3 separate regions of the Macaca mulatta genome follow, and all the other regions are linked to region 3. The links are chromatin contacts, called in public Hi-C maps. All regions are on one chromosome and are shown on one strand. The core of a region is the stretch at or near the end of the contact, and the rest is flanking DNA. Distances in the headings are between cores, read along the strand shown. Region 1 holds the start of C1H1orf122 (chromosome 1 C1orf122 homolog). Region 2 holds the start of GNL2 (G protein nucleolar 2). Region 3 holds the start of AIRIM (AFG2 interacting ribosome maturation factor).

Evidence for each region. A called contact is a pair of places that touch in the nucleus more often than the background predicts.
Region 1: a contact with region 3 is called in a Hi-C map of cortical neurons, with 6 times the contacts expected there. The contact joins the promoter of C1H1orf122 here to the promoter of AIRIM in region 3. A contact is called at or near these places in 3 of 14 Hi-C or Micro-C datasets (cortical neurons, fetal cortex germinal zone and liver).
Region 2: a contact with region 3 is called in a Hi-C map of liver, with 2.1 times the contacts expected there. The contact joins the promoter of GNL2 here to the promoter of AIRIM in region 3. A contact is called at or near these places in 5 of 14 Hi-C or Micro-C datasets (CD4 T cells, cortical neurons, fetal cortex germinal zone and 2 more).

Annotation. Positions count from the first base shown.
Region 1 is chr1:202,980,317-202,984,258 of T2T-MMU8v2.0, reverse strand. C1H1orf122 (chromosome 1 C1orf122 homolog) reads left to right here and starts at 2,352. Exons shown (of 3, transcript XM_028835796.2): 1 at 2,352-2,589; 2 at 2,808-3,009; 3 at 3,255-3,735. The coding sequence starts at 2,962. The coding sequence ends at 3,350. It overlaps YRDC (yrdC N6-threonylcarbamoyltransferase domain containing), which reads right to left and starts at 2,491. Exons shown (of 5, transcript XM_002802325.4): 1 at 2,075-2,491; 2 at 1,381-1,495; 3 at 1,138-1,257. The coding sequence starts at 2,463.
Region 2 is chr1:203,198,926-203,202,799 of T2T-MMU8v2.0, reverse strand. It overlaps GNL2 (G protein nucleolar 2), which reads right to left and starts at 1,429. Exons shown (of 16, transcript XM_015135656.3): 1 at 1,242-1,429. The coding sequence starts at 1,305.
Region 3 is chr1:203,100,234-203,104,709 of T2T-MMU8v2.0, reverse strand. AIRIM (AFG2 interacting ribosome maturation factor) reads right to left here and starts at 2,286. Exons shown (of 7, transcript XR_013403967.1): 1 at 2,074-2,286; 2 at 1,504-1,633; 3 at 645-757. It overlaps CDCA8 (cell division cycle associated 8), which reads left to right and starts at 2,513. Exons shown (of 11, transcript XM_001115347.5): 1 at 2,513-2,622; 2 at 2,720-2,828; 3 at 2,951-3,079. The coding sequence starts at 2,735.

The DNA.
Region 1 (3,942 bases), core at 1,103-3,602, 120 kb after region 3:
TCTATGTAGCCAAGAAAGGATTAGGATGATCCTTTCTTTGATCTGGTTTGTGGCAGAGATAAGACAACAGGGGCAAGAGTCAAAAACTGGAGCCAGGCGCGGTGGCTCACGCCTGTAATCCCAGCACTTTGGGAGGCCGAGGCGGGTGGATCACGAGATCAGGAGATCGAGATCATCCTGGCTAACACTGTGAAACCCCGTCTCTACTAAAAATACAAAAAATCAGCCGGGTGTGGTGGCGGGCGCCTGCAGTCCCAGCTACTCGGGAGGCTGAGGCAGGAGAATGGCGTGAACCCGGGAGGCGGAGCTTGCAGTGAGCTGAGATCCGGCCACTGCACTCCAGCCTGGGCGACAGAGCGAGACTCTGTCTCAAAAAAAAAAAAAAAAAAAAAAAAGTCAAAAATTGGGTAAAAATCTGAGCCAGTCACTTAATGGCTACGTGACCTGGAAAAAGTGATTTAACTTTTTGGAAGCTAAACTTCATCCTTTTTTTTAAGAGACAGAGTCTTTCTCTAGAGCCCTGGCTGGAGTACAATGGCACAATCTCAGTTCACTGTAACCTCCACCTCCCAGGTTCAAGTGATTCTCCTGCCTCAGCCTCCCGAGTAGCTGGACTACAGGCATGTGCCACCATGTCTGGCTAATTTTTGTATTTTTTATTAGAGATGGACTTTTGTCATGTGGGCCAGGCTGGTCTCGAACTCCTGATCTCAGGTGATCCGCCTGCCTGGGCCTCCCAAAGTTCTGGGGTCACAGGCATAAGCTACTGCCCTTGGCCTTCTTCATCTTTCTTTACAGCACTGTCGTGAAGATTTACAGCCTAAACTGTACTCTCCAAAAACTGTTATCTCCAGAAAAAGAGGAAGACACTGTTCTTACCATAATCTTTCCTATTATTATAAAGACAATAAGAAAAAAACACCAATTCTCCCCCTGGCTTTTCAGACTTTGAGACAAAATCAAATTCCTTTAATTTATATTGCCCCCCACCGCCTCCCTGCCAGCTGGGAAACCTTTCCACTGTTGGCCCAAGGACTCTCACGCCTGGCAATCCCAGTGCACTATCAATGCCACTGATTCACAGGAAACAGTGTTTGGGCTGGTGACATTTCCAGGGGAAGGACTGGGTAAACTCACCTCGACATTCAGAGAACTGGCCTGGGAGCTGAGGTTGGCGCTAGTGAGAGCAAGCGGACCCTCAAACATCTGAGCCAAGTCTTGCATAAAGGCATGATCAGGAATCCGAATGCCTACAAGCTATAAGGCAGGGGGAAGGGGATCATGAGAAAGGTTGGAAGGGGTAGAGGGTAAGTCTGATCTGGATCCTAGTGAAAGCCAAGTGGCCTGGAGTCTGGAAACACAAGAGAAAACTTGACTCACAGGCGTAAAAGGGTTTAGGTCCTTGTTGAGCTCCTCCGAGCGTTCCATCACCAGGGTCACTGGTCCTGGCAGTAGGTCTTTCAGGAGCCCCTCGGGTACTCTCACACGGCAGTATCTGGGAAACACAGGAGCATAAATCCATTCAAAATGAAGGACCACTGGTGGTCCTTTCCTAGACTCTAGGCACACGTAGGAAAGGAATCCTTCAAGTTTACAATGGGAGCCGCCTGTCTCCCTGCTTCACTTCCCTAAGAGCTTGAGCAGAAAGCAGGGCTCCAGAGGGGCACCCCTGGCTTGGCGCCTATGTGCCTCTGGTCTGAGGGACTACAACAGCTGCACCGCTGTGCTACCGTGATAGTGGGTGGGATCAAGCTCCACGTTTTATTTTCTACAAGGCATTCGCTATTAAATTAAGCTACTGTGTTTCTTTCCTTTTTTCCTGGGGGCCTCCCCGATTAGTACAAATGCGCCAAGGGTACAGGGCCCCCGCCTTTCTCGTGTGTTGCTGCCTCTCAGCAGCATGTAGTTCAGGGCCTGGGGCACGTTAAGTCCTCGGTACACACTTCCAGTTCCGGATTCCTTGGTAAGCCTGGACAAGCCCCTCCCGCTCTCTGCGCCTCAGTCTCCCAAGCCTGTCACCGGAAACCCCTCCCGCGGTGCCGCCCCCAGCGGGGCCGGGTCGGGGCGGCCTCACCTGTAGACGTCGGCCACGCGGCCGAGGCATACGGCCAGAGGCTTAGCCTCGCTGCGACCCTTGAGGCGGTACACAGCGCGCAGAGCCGCCGAGCAGCTCGCCGCGCAGGCCAGACCGTATAGCGTATCGGTGGGGACGGCCACCACGGCGCCGGCGCGCAGCTCGGCCACGGCGGCCCGCAGCGCCTCGGTCCAGCCGGCGCGCTCCGGGCTCGCGGCCTGCACGGCCCCGCTCCCCGGGAGCCGCAACAGCCGGGCCCCGGGGGCCGCCGGAGCGGGGCTCGGCGGGCGGAAGAGGCGGCCGCTCCGGGAGCCAGCGGACCCCTCGCTCAACCCCACGCTGGCAGCCACCGCGGCCCTCATCCCCCTGCACCGACGCGCCGGAGACATCCGCCCAGGCCCGCTTCCGGGAGGAAGTGACGCTCCCAGCCAGCTTCCGGTCCGGGAGACTCGGCCCCACCTCTGCGCCGGGCAGCTTAAAGGGACCACGACCCCCAGGAGGATTGAAGGAGACCGGTGGGGACGGGGCGGGGCCCGGCCTTGCGGAGCCCTAACACAGCGCTGGGGAGGGGGGCGGCCGAAAGGGGGGCGGTGGTCGGGCCGCGCAAGCGGAGATGGAATGGGGCCCGGGCTCAGACTGGTCACGGGGGTGAGAGGGGGCCCGTCGGGGCGGGGGGAAGGGGCTCGGCCCCGCGCAAGCGCCGGCCCTGACCGTCTGTCTCTTGCTCGGGCAGGGAGGCTGCCGGCGTGGACCGCGGGAAGGCGGGGCTGGGGCTCGGCGGGAGGCCACCCCCGCAGGCGCCCCGGGAGGAGCGCGCCCAGCAGCTGCTGGACGCGGTGGAGCAGCGGCAGCGGCAGCTCCTGGACACCATCGCAGCCTGCGAGGAGATGTTACGGCAGCTGGGCCGCCGGCGCCCGGAGCCGGCTGGTGGCGGGGTTAGTGCCCACCCTGGGCTGGGCCGGGGTGGGGTGGGGTCTGCCCACTGGCTAGGCTGGCCAAGCCCTAGCTTACCCTGGAGAGGGGAAGTATCTCTCCACTGCTTTGTCCCTAACCTCCGTTGATGTGGTGAGAGGTTTCGAAAAAGTTAATACTATCCAAATGCCAAATGGCCATATCCTTGTGGGGCCTAATCCAAGGCCTTTCCTCCCAGCCTCACTTTTTTCCTTTCTGTTCCAACTAGAACGTCTCAGCCAAACCCGGAGCGCCCCCGCAGCCGGCTGTCGCCACCAGAGGCGGCTTTCCAAAGGATGCTGGCGATGGAGCTGCGGAGCCCTGACCATCCCCAAGCCGGATGCCCTGACTTCTCTCCCTCCCCAGGGCCGATGGCTGGACTCTGAACAACTCCCTTCAGTAAAGGGGCCAGTCTTCACTGGCAGTGGCTGGTACTTGGCTGGCTCTCAGCCTGGAATGGCAGCTCTGCTAGCAGCTGGGTTCACTCCCACTTCATCCTGGCTGGAAGCAGTGCTGTGCTTTGAAATGTAGCCAATGAATACCCAGTCTGATTACCCAGATTTGGGCAGACCAGCAGTGCTCGCCAGAGTGGTCTGGCCTGCTATGGGGGATCCAGGTGATGTTACATGTCCATTTCATGCTTTGGGGGCTTTTAGCCCCACAAAACACCTTCAGCAGAGCCTTGATTAAAAGGAAACCTGCAGACTCTCCTGGTGACCGACGTTTCCTTTCTGTCCCCTCCCTCTCCAAGACTGATGGCTGGGAAGGGGGGAATGGTGGAAAAATGTCAACTATAGACAGGGTTGGGAAGAAATGCCACAGATACTACCAGATTTAAATAAGCATTTAATTAGGATTTCATTAGTATTTAATATTGCTTTTTCAATTCCAAAAAGTTAAATTTTCACTTCTTAGCA
Region 2 (3,874 bases), core at 180-2,679, 99 kb before region 3:
GAGCAGGGTAATACTAGCCTAGCTTCTCATTTTGGGAGCCATTTATTTATTTATTCTTCCCGAAACGGAGTCTTGCTCTTTCACCCAGGTTGGAGTGCAGTGTTGCGATCTCAGCCCACTACAACTTCCGCCTCCCCGGTTCATGCGATTCTCCTGCCTCAGCCTCCCGAGTAGCTGGGATTACAGGCATCCGCCATCATGCCCGGCTAATTTTTCTATTTTTGTAGAGAGGGGGTTTCACCATGTTGGTCAGGCTGGTCTTGAACTCCTGACCTCAGGTGATCCGCCCGCCTCGGCCTCTCAAAGTGCTGGGATTACAGGCCTGAGCCCACACCCAACTGGGAGCCCTTTAAATTACCTGTCTGGTCCTGAAGTGATGCAGTAGAAGACAGACTGAAACCACAGCCCATTGGCTCTCCTACTCTCTAACAGTAGAGACTGGCGGCTCTACTACTGCTCACTAACTGTTGCAGTTATGACAAGCCACTTCCTGCATTTTGATTCAGTCTCTTTACCTGTAAAATCATAATCTCTAAGGGACTTTTGGGGTCTAACATTCTGAGATTCCAGTTTGTGCAAAGTGAATAATTTATTATCAATCCGGAGTAAACATTCAACATGCATTAAAATTGTCAAAAATTCTAAATCATATTTTAAAACAAAGTTTTATTAATTAAACTTGAATGGAAAGAACTCTCCCACAGGATGTCTTGTTAATCCTACAGGTGGAACTTCGCCAAAACTTACACACATCTCCAAAACAGCCTTACTGCAATGATCATATTGACTTCTTTGTAGGGTTCTCTAAGCACTTTACCAGATAGAATAATTCCAAGGGCAAAAACTACAATCCCTTTCTCATTTTAAAGGTCAAAGTTAAGGTGACCGGCAAATATGATCACGTGTAAAAGGCCCGATTACCCATTTTCAAGCTGACTTTCTCTGCATCTCTCAACTGGAGAGGACCCGAGGCTGCCAGCCTGAGTGTTCACTTTCCCTGACTTTAGACCAGTTGACTACACTTTGGCCTGCCAGGCGTGCAATGTCAGCCCTCCTCAGTGCCCCCCTGAGAAGAAACCATCACAAATATTGCTTTCCTTTTTCCCTTTTCATCCCCAACAGCCACCCCGCTCATAGTCATTCTAAGCAATGCCACCCAAGTAACCCTCCTCCTCCAGTCCTCGGAGCCCTTCCCTATACTTCCTCCAAGCTCCACCCTCGATCAGCCCTGCCGCCTGTACCCGGGTTTGTGCTGGCCTTGGACGGGTTGATGGTGCTCCGTCCTTTGTACTTGGGCTTCACCATCTTGGCGACGAGACCGGGACCGGAGTGCGAGGTCCGGCTTACGTGGGGAAACAAATTTAGATCTACCCAGGCCCGGCCGAAGCGACCCGCGTGAACCACGCCGGACCACGTGTGCACGACCTACGTCACTTCCGCTCGCGCCCCTCCCTGCCCCAGAGCGACTTCCTGTGAACGCGCGCCACTATCGGCCTGGCTCCTCCCCCGCCCTAGCCACCCAGGCGTCGCCCTGCGTGGAGCCCCAGCCCGCTCCAGCCCTAGCAACCGCCAAGCTGCCCCTCCATAGCAACCGCCTAGTTACCCTGAACGCGTGGCCCAGAGCTCCCAGTTGGGTCCACCTCCAAATAAAGAAGCCTCTTCCCCTGCCAATGACACAAGCTTAAGTTTGTCTTCTGAATTTGTCTTCTAAGTCCTTCCAAAAGTTGCCGACCACACAGCAGCCAAATATCCATTAGAAGGTGTCATCCTCTTCCTTACAATTCCAGCGGCTTATCATCACTCTTAGAATGACAGGTAGGGGAAAGGGGAAGGGAGAAACAGAGAGAGACAGAGATTGATTCAAACTTTTTGCCATCCCTGCAGGATTCTGTGATCTGGCCTCTGCCTATTTATCTGATCTCATGTGTACCTCCCTCCCTCTGGTTATTCTGACATTTACACTGGATATTCTCTCTGCCTGAATCACTCTTTCCCAGAATCTTTGCATAGGTGGTCATTCAATCCTCAGCTCAAATATCACCTATTGGTAGGCCTGCAAGAATTAGCAAATAGAAATACAGGACACCAAATTAAATTAGAATTTCAGCGGAAAAAAAGGAATACATTTCTTTAGTACACCTCCAATAGTGCCTGGAAAATACTTACACTAAAAAAGTATTCATCGTTTGCCTGAAATCCAAATGTAACTGTACGTTCTGTATTTTATCTGGTGACCCTTCGTACTGTGAGAACTCTTTCCTGTCTGATTTGTCTAAATCAGCCACCTTTCACCCTTTCACAGTTACTCTGTTACAGTATTCTGTTTTATTTATTTCATGGCATTTATCACTAGTTGAATTTTTTTTTTTTTTTACCAGTTTATTGGCTGCTTCCCTCAAACTAGAATGTAAGCTTCTTGAAAGCAGGGACCTTGTAAATTTGTTCACTGCTGTGTCTTTAAGACTTGAATAGCACCTGAAACAAAGGACTCAAAAAATATTCATTAAATGAAAGGATGAGTAGATGGGAATGTCTCTTGCCTTGAGGGTGAAGGAAGGCATTAAGACCCAGTGATTTCTGTTTCTACCAGCCAAAATAAAGTTTCTAGATGCCAGTGTTTCAACCAAGAAGCCCTCTTTTTAAAATTTTTTTTATTTTTTTGTTTTTGTTTTTGTTTTTTGAGACAGAGTCTCGCTCTTGTCGCCCAGGCTGGAGTGCAGTGGCAGGATCTCGGCTCACTGCAACCTCCGCCTCCTGGGTTCAAGCAATTCTCCTGCCTCAGCCTCCCAAGTAGCTGGGATTACAGGCACACGGGCCAGGACAGAAATACCTTCTGTCCCTCGAGCTTTGCTGGTCTCAAACTCCTGACCTCAGGTGATCCACTCGCCTCGGCCTCCCAAAGTGCTGGGATTACATGTGTGAACCACCGCGCCTGGCCCCTGTCTCTTTTTTGGTACCTCAAATTGTCAGGAAGTGGCCATCTTTGTACCCTCTGGATAGGCCAGAAAAGAGATGGTTAGGCAAGAGGAAGGGTGGATACATGCAGTGTAGCTCATTTCATAAAAACGAACAACTTGTTATAAAGTGAGGTATTCTAATTGAGCAGGGGATGATTGAGTCTTTATTTCTCTGAGTTTGAAACAAACCCCGAAACATTCTTTTTAGAGCAAAAGCAGGCCATGTCATAGGCAAGAGCTGGAAATACCTTCTGTCCCTCGAGCTTCGCTTTCCTTGCCCCAAGGGCAAGTATCATGAGATTAAATGCAATTCTGCTGGGAAGGCCCTGACCCTGACTTGTGTTAGGGAAGCCCTGAGAGCTATTTGGAAAAAAACTTCATGCTCAGTGAAGATGCCCTCTTCCACCCCACACTGTCCCTCTGATCCCCAAAACAAGGGTACAATAGCCTCCTCCCAGAGAGAAGATTCAGTTAATGTGTTTCTGATGCCTCAAGTTGGTGCAAACCAGAATAAACACGGATGGCAAAAATCAGCCTATGAGCTCATTCAGGCTTTGATCAGAGACATAATTTCATTATGAAATTTTGAATCAGGCTGTTGTGAAGTCTTGCCAAGGAGTTTCATTTTCCCAGATGATATGGTGGGTTGTTTCTCTCCTGTTCTCATACTCTGCTTGCATTTATCGTACAAACTTTCCATCTATTTTTATAATCTGACCCATCAATCCTTTTACAACAATATTTGCTGATCTTGACAACCAACGTCAATTCTACCAGCAGATAAAAAGCCTGATCAAGGTAGGTCAAGCTTAAGTTACTGGTTTGATTTGCCTGCCCTGCTTGCCTCATTGTAATGCAGTGACTATTTTTCACTCTCTTTTCTGATGTCATGCTGACCAGCAAAGGCAAGCTACACC
Region 3 (4,476 bases), core at 1,037-3,536:
TTCACACAGGAGTTGTCTCACCTCCAGAAGTGGTTTTTTTTGTTTTTGTTTTTTTCGACACGGAATTTCACTCTGTCGCCCAGGCTGGAGTGCAGTAGCGCTATCTCGGCTCACTCCAACCTCTGCATCCCGGGTTCAAGCAATTCTCCTGTCTCAGCCTCCCGAGTAGCTGGGAATACAGGTGCCCGCCACCACGCCCGGCTAATTTTTGTATTTTTAGTAGAGACAGGGTTTCGCCATGTTGGCCAGGCTGGTCTTGAACTCCTGACCTCAGGTTTTCCGCCCGTCTCGGTATCCCAAAGTGCTGGGATTACAGGCGTGAGCCACCAGCCCCGGCCCTGCCTCAGCTTTCTGAAGGAGATCCTGGCTTCCCCTTGGGAAGGGTAACCTGGATAGGGCAGTCTCCTGCTTCAGAGGATTCCCGGCGGCCAATCGCCGTCTCTTCTCTGACCTACAGTCCTGTCTCCCCTGCCCGAGGCTGCCGGTCGCGTTCCTGAAACCAGCGGAAAAACTTAAAAGTCAAGACACCCAAAGCGTGAGCACCACGCGCCCATAGTCTCTCTGCGCATGCTCACAGGCGACCGCCCCCAAAGCTCCTCCGCAGGCCTGCAAGGCTATTGAGTCGCGAAAATATATCATAGTACCGAAATTACTTCTGGGTACTGTAGTCCAACATGTGGATTGGCCACTCGGCTTGAAGCTTCCTTGGGACTGGATGTTGGGACCGTCCAAACACGGCGACTTCTCATTTGTCAGCCTGCGGCAGTTTAAATTGGGTGGCAGTGGTGGCATGTCCTCTTAACTGTGGAGTCTTTTCCTCTCAGCTTGCGCCTTCGGCTGTGCCTTAATGACACTTTTGACATTGTGTATCACAACCAACTGGCAAAAACTAGTGAATCACGGGCTCCTGACGTGGCAGCTCTGGCTGAGATGCAGGTGGACATCCTAGGTGCCCAGGGAGGTCGGGCACATTGGGGAGTCGGGTGAAGGAAACCCTGAAACCGAGAGGCTGGAAGCCCAATTTGCCCATCATAAAAACACCTGCTGCGGGAAAGCCTACATGAGGTACGGGTTGTCGTCCCCTCTCATCTTGGCCATCTAACTGATGGAGATCCTTAGGCACCCAGCAGACTCGGGTGTCACCCCCACCACCCACTGCCCAGGGCTGACCTTGGGCGGAAGAGCGACATTCAAATATTTTTTGTATATGGAGCAACAAACCAGGGTGGAAGAGAGAGAGAAAGGACTTTCTAGGAAGGGCCAGGCTTGCCAGGGTTTCTATGCTTGGACTGCTCTGTCCCCAAGCTCGCTGGTGCCCATCAGGAGCCTGCTTGGCACCTTTGCTTATTTCTTTGATTGTTCCTGAACTCAGAGGGGGAGAGGCAAGATTATCACTCCCATAGCCTATAACATGCACGCTTAAACACAAACAACCCCTCTGACATGGCTTCATTCCGCATCCACAGGTGAAAAGCACCAAATCCAAACAATCAGGCCACAAACCTGTCAAGAGCTCGCCGGTCTGGCCGTCCAGTCGTCGCCCGCCTTGAGACTCAGCCTGAGCTACAGCTTCGAAACTAGCCTCTAGCCTTGCTGGGTCTCAGCACAACCCTTGAGCAATCCAACCCTGTGGCTGTGGGCAGATGCAAAGATGCACAGTTAGCACTTCCGACAGGACTGCGGCTCAGCGGGGTTCGAGGTCTACACGCCCATTCCCAGGCCCACGGCCAGAACACCCAGAGCTGCCTCCCGCCCTGGGCTCCCTGGAGTGTGGTGGCCGCGGCTCACGCTGCAGTCACCGCGTGGGCAGCTGCCAAGCGCCACTACTCGCACCTGAAGTCGCGGCCCCGCGCTGCACACCCAGTCGAGGCGCCAAGACGCGAACTGGACGGGAGTGGCCGCCCCGCGGGCAAGCGAGGAACAAGAGGGTTCTCCCCACTCGCTGCCCAAACTGGCCACGGGCTGGCGCGCCCACCCCAAAGCCTGCACCCCGGCCCCGCTCCCCTGTCATTCCGCCTCGACCCCTTCCAAACCCTGTCGGGGCTGCTCTGTCTCCGCCGACCCTCCACTTGCCCCAAGTTCGGCCTGGGGAGCTTGGGGCCCTGAGGAGCGCCGACGTAGGCAGCCAACCAGTCAATCAGTCAGAGTGTCACGGCGGCCCCTCGGCTACTCAGTGGCAGCCAGGCCTGGAAGAAGCAGCCGCCGGCCCCGGAGCAGAATCCTACAGCCGACCTGACCTAGCCCGCTCCTAGCCCTCCAGAGATTGGGGTAATGAGGACCCGCCGCAAGGCCTGCCGGGAGTCGCAGTTTGTATAGTTTGCAGCCGGCCAGGGCGGAGCCGGGTGGGTTGGTGGGGAGGGCGGGGAAACAAGCCTGGACCACAACTCCCAGGAGCACCCGCGACGGCGGCGCCCGCGCTGACGCACTCCGGCTATAGGGAGCGCATTGGGCGGGAGACCCCGGGCAGGTAGGAACTTGCTTGTGATTGGATACTGTGGGACGGCGGTTTCTCATTCGTCAGCCTGTGGCTGTGGAGTTTGAATTAGGTGGCGGTTGACGGTAGAGCCGCTCTCTCTCACTGGCATAGCGAGGTTTTACTCAGTCCTTGTCGCGAGACCGGAGGTACGTGCCTGGCGACTTATTCGGGTGGTCCCCATCCGCCCTCCTGGTCCCTACCTGGTTCCTTGCCTCCCTGCCCCATCTCCGCCGCTCCCCGCAGCCTCCGCCGAGCGCCATGGCTCCTAGGAAGGGCAGTAGTCGGGTGGCCAAGATCAACTCCTTACGGAGGCGGAAGCTCGCCTCCTTTCTGAAAGACTTCGACCGTGAAGGTAAAGGGGCCAGGCCGTCGCGGCCTCCTGGGGCGGTCGCGGGATGCTGGCGGGTGGGGACACGAGCTGCACACATTCACCCGCCCCGTGACCCGTGTCCTGTCGGCTCTGCCCTCCCGCAGTGGAAATACGAATCAAGCAAATTGAGTCAGACAGGCAGAACCTCCTCAAGGAGGTGGATAACCTCTACAACATCGAGATCCTGCGGCTCCCCAAGGCGCTGCGCCAGATGAACTGGCTTGACTACTTCGGTAAGAGCTGGAGAGCTTCCCTGGGCGGAGGCCGGGAGCCCCGTGGGGTTAGGTAACACCCTTCAGAAAGGACTCGCTCAGATGTCACCTTTTAATGAAATCTGACATGACCACTTATGGAAAATTGCAGACCCTTTCACTCTCTGTCTCACTTCCGTAAGTCATGTGTCTCCATCCTTTTCTCTAAAGGCCTAGGTAGCAAATATTTTAGGCTACTTGAGCCGGTGGGAGGGGTCTCTGTCGGACAACTTAGCTCTGCTGTTACAGGTCCAAAACAGCTATAGTGAATGGGCATGGATGGGCTGTATTCCAATAAAATTTTAGTTGTGGATACACTGAAATGTGAATTTCACATAATTTTCACACATCAGGAATTTTATTTTATTTTTTTGGAACAGAGTCTCACTCTGTCACCCAGGCTGGAGTGCAGTGCAGTGGTGCGATCTTGGCTCACTGCAACCTCCACCTTCTGTATTCAAGTGATTCTCCTGCCTCAGCCTCCGGAGTAGCTGGGATTACGGTCTCCTGCCACTATGCCCTGCTGATTTTTGTATTTTCAGTAGAGACGAGGCTTCACCATGTTGGCCAGGCTGGTCTCGCACTACTGACCTCAAGTGATCTGCATGCCTCAGCCTCCCAAAGTGCTGGGATTACAGGAGTCAGCCACTGTGCCCAGCCAGAAAATAGTATTTTTAAAAAATATGTATATTTTACCCAACCCATTTAAAAATGAATGAATAAATGACATGGTTAGTTAACCAGAGCTCAGATGAAAGAATAACCCAAAGCAGCTCCTTATGCAGCTTATGGAAATTGCTAACTTAAAAATGGGCACATCAGGCTGGGCGCAGTGGTTCATGCCTGTAATCCCAGCACTTTGGGAGGCTGAGGCGGGCAGATCACCTGAGGTCAGGAGTTCGAGACCAGCCTGATCAACATGGAGAAACCCTGTCTCGGCCGGGCGTGGTGGCTCAAGCCTGTAATCCCAGCACTTTGGGAGGCCGAGACGGGCGGATCAGGAGGTCAGGAGATCGAGACCATCCTGGCTAACACGGTGAAACCCCGTCTCTACTAAAAAAAATACAAAAAACTAGCCGGGCGTGGTGGCGGGTGCCTGTAGTCCCAGCTACTCCGGAGGCTGAGGCAGGAGAATGGCGTAAACCCAGGAGGCGGAGCTTGCAGTGAGCTGAGATCCGGCCACTGCACTCCATCCTGGGCGACAGAGAGAGACTCCATCTCACAAAAAAAAAAAAAGAAAGAAAGAAACCCTGTCTCTACTAAAAATAAAAAAAGTTAGCCGGGTGTGGTGGCGCATGCTTCTAATCCCAGCTATTCAGGAGGCTGAGGCAGGAGAATCGCTTGAACCTGGGAGGTGGAGGTTGCGGTGAGCCAAGAGC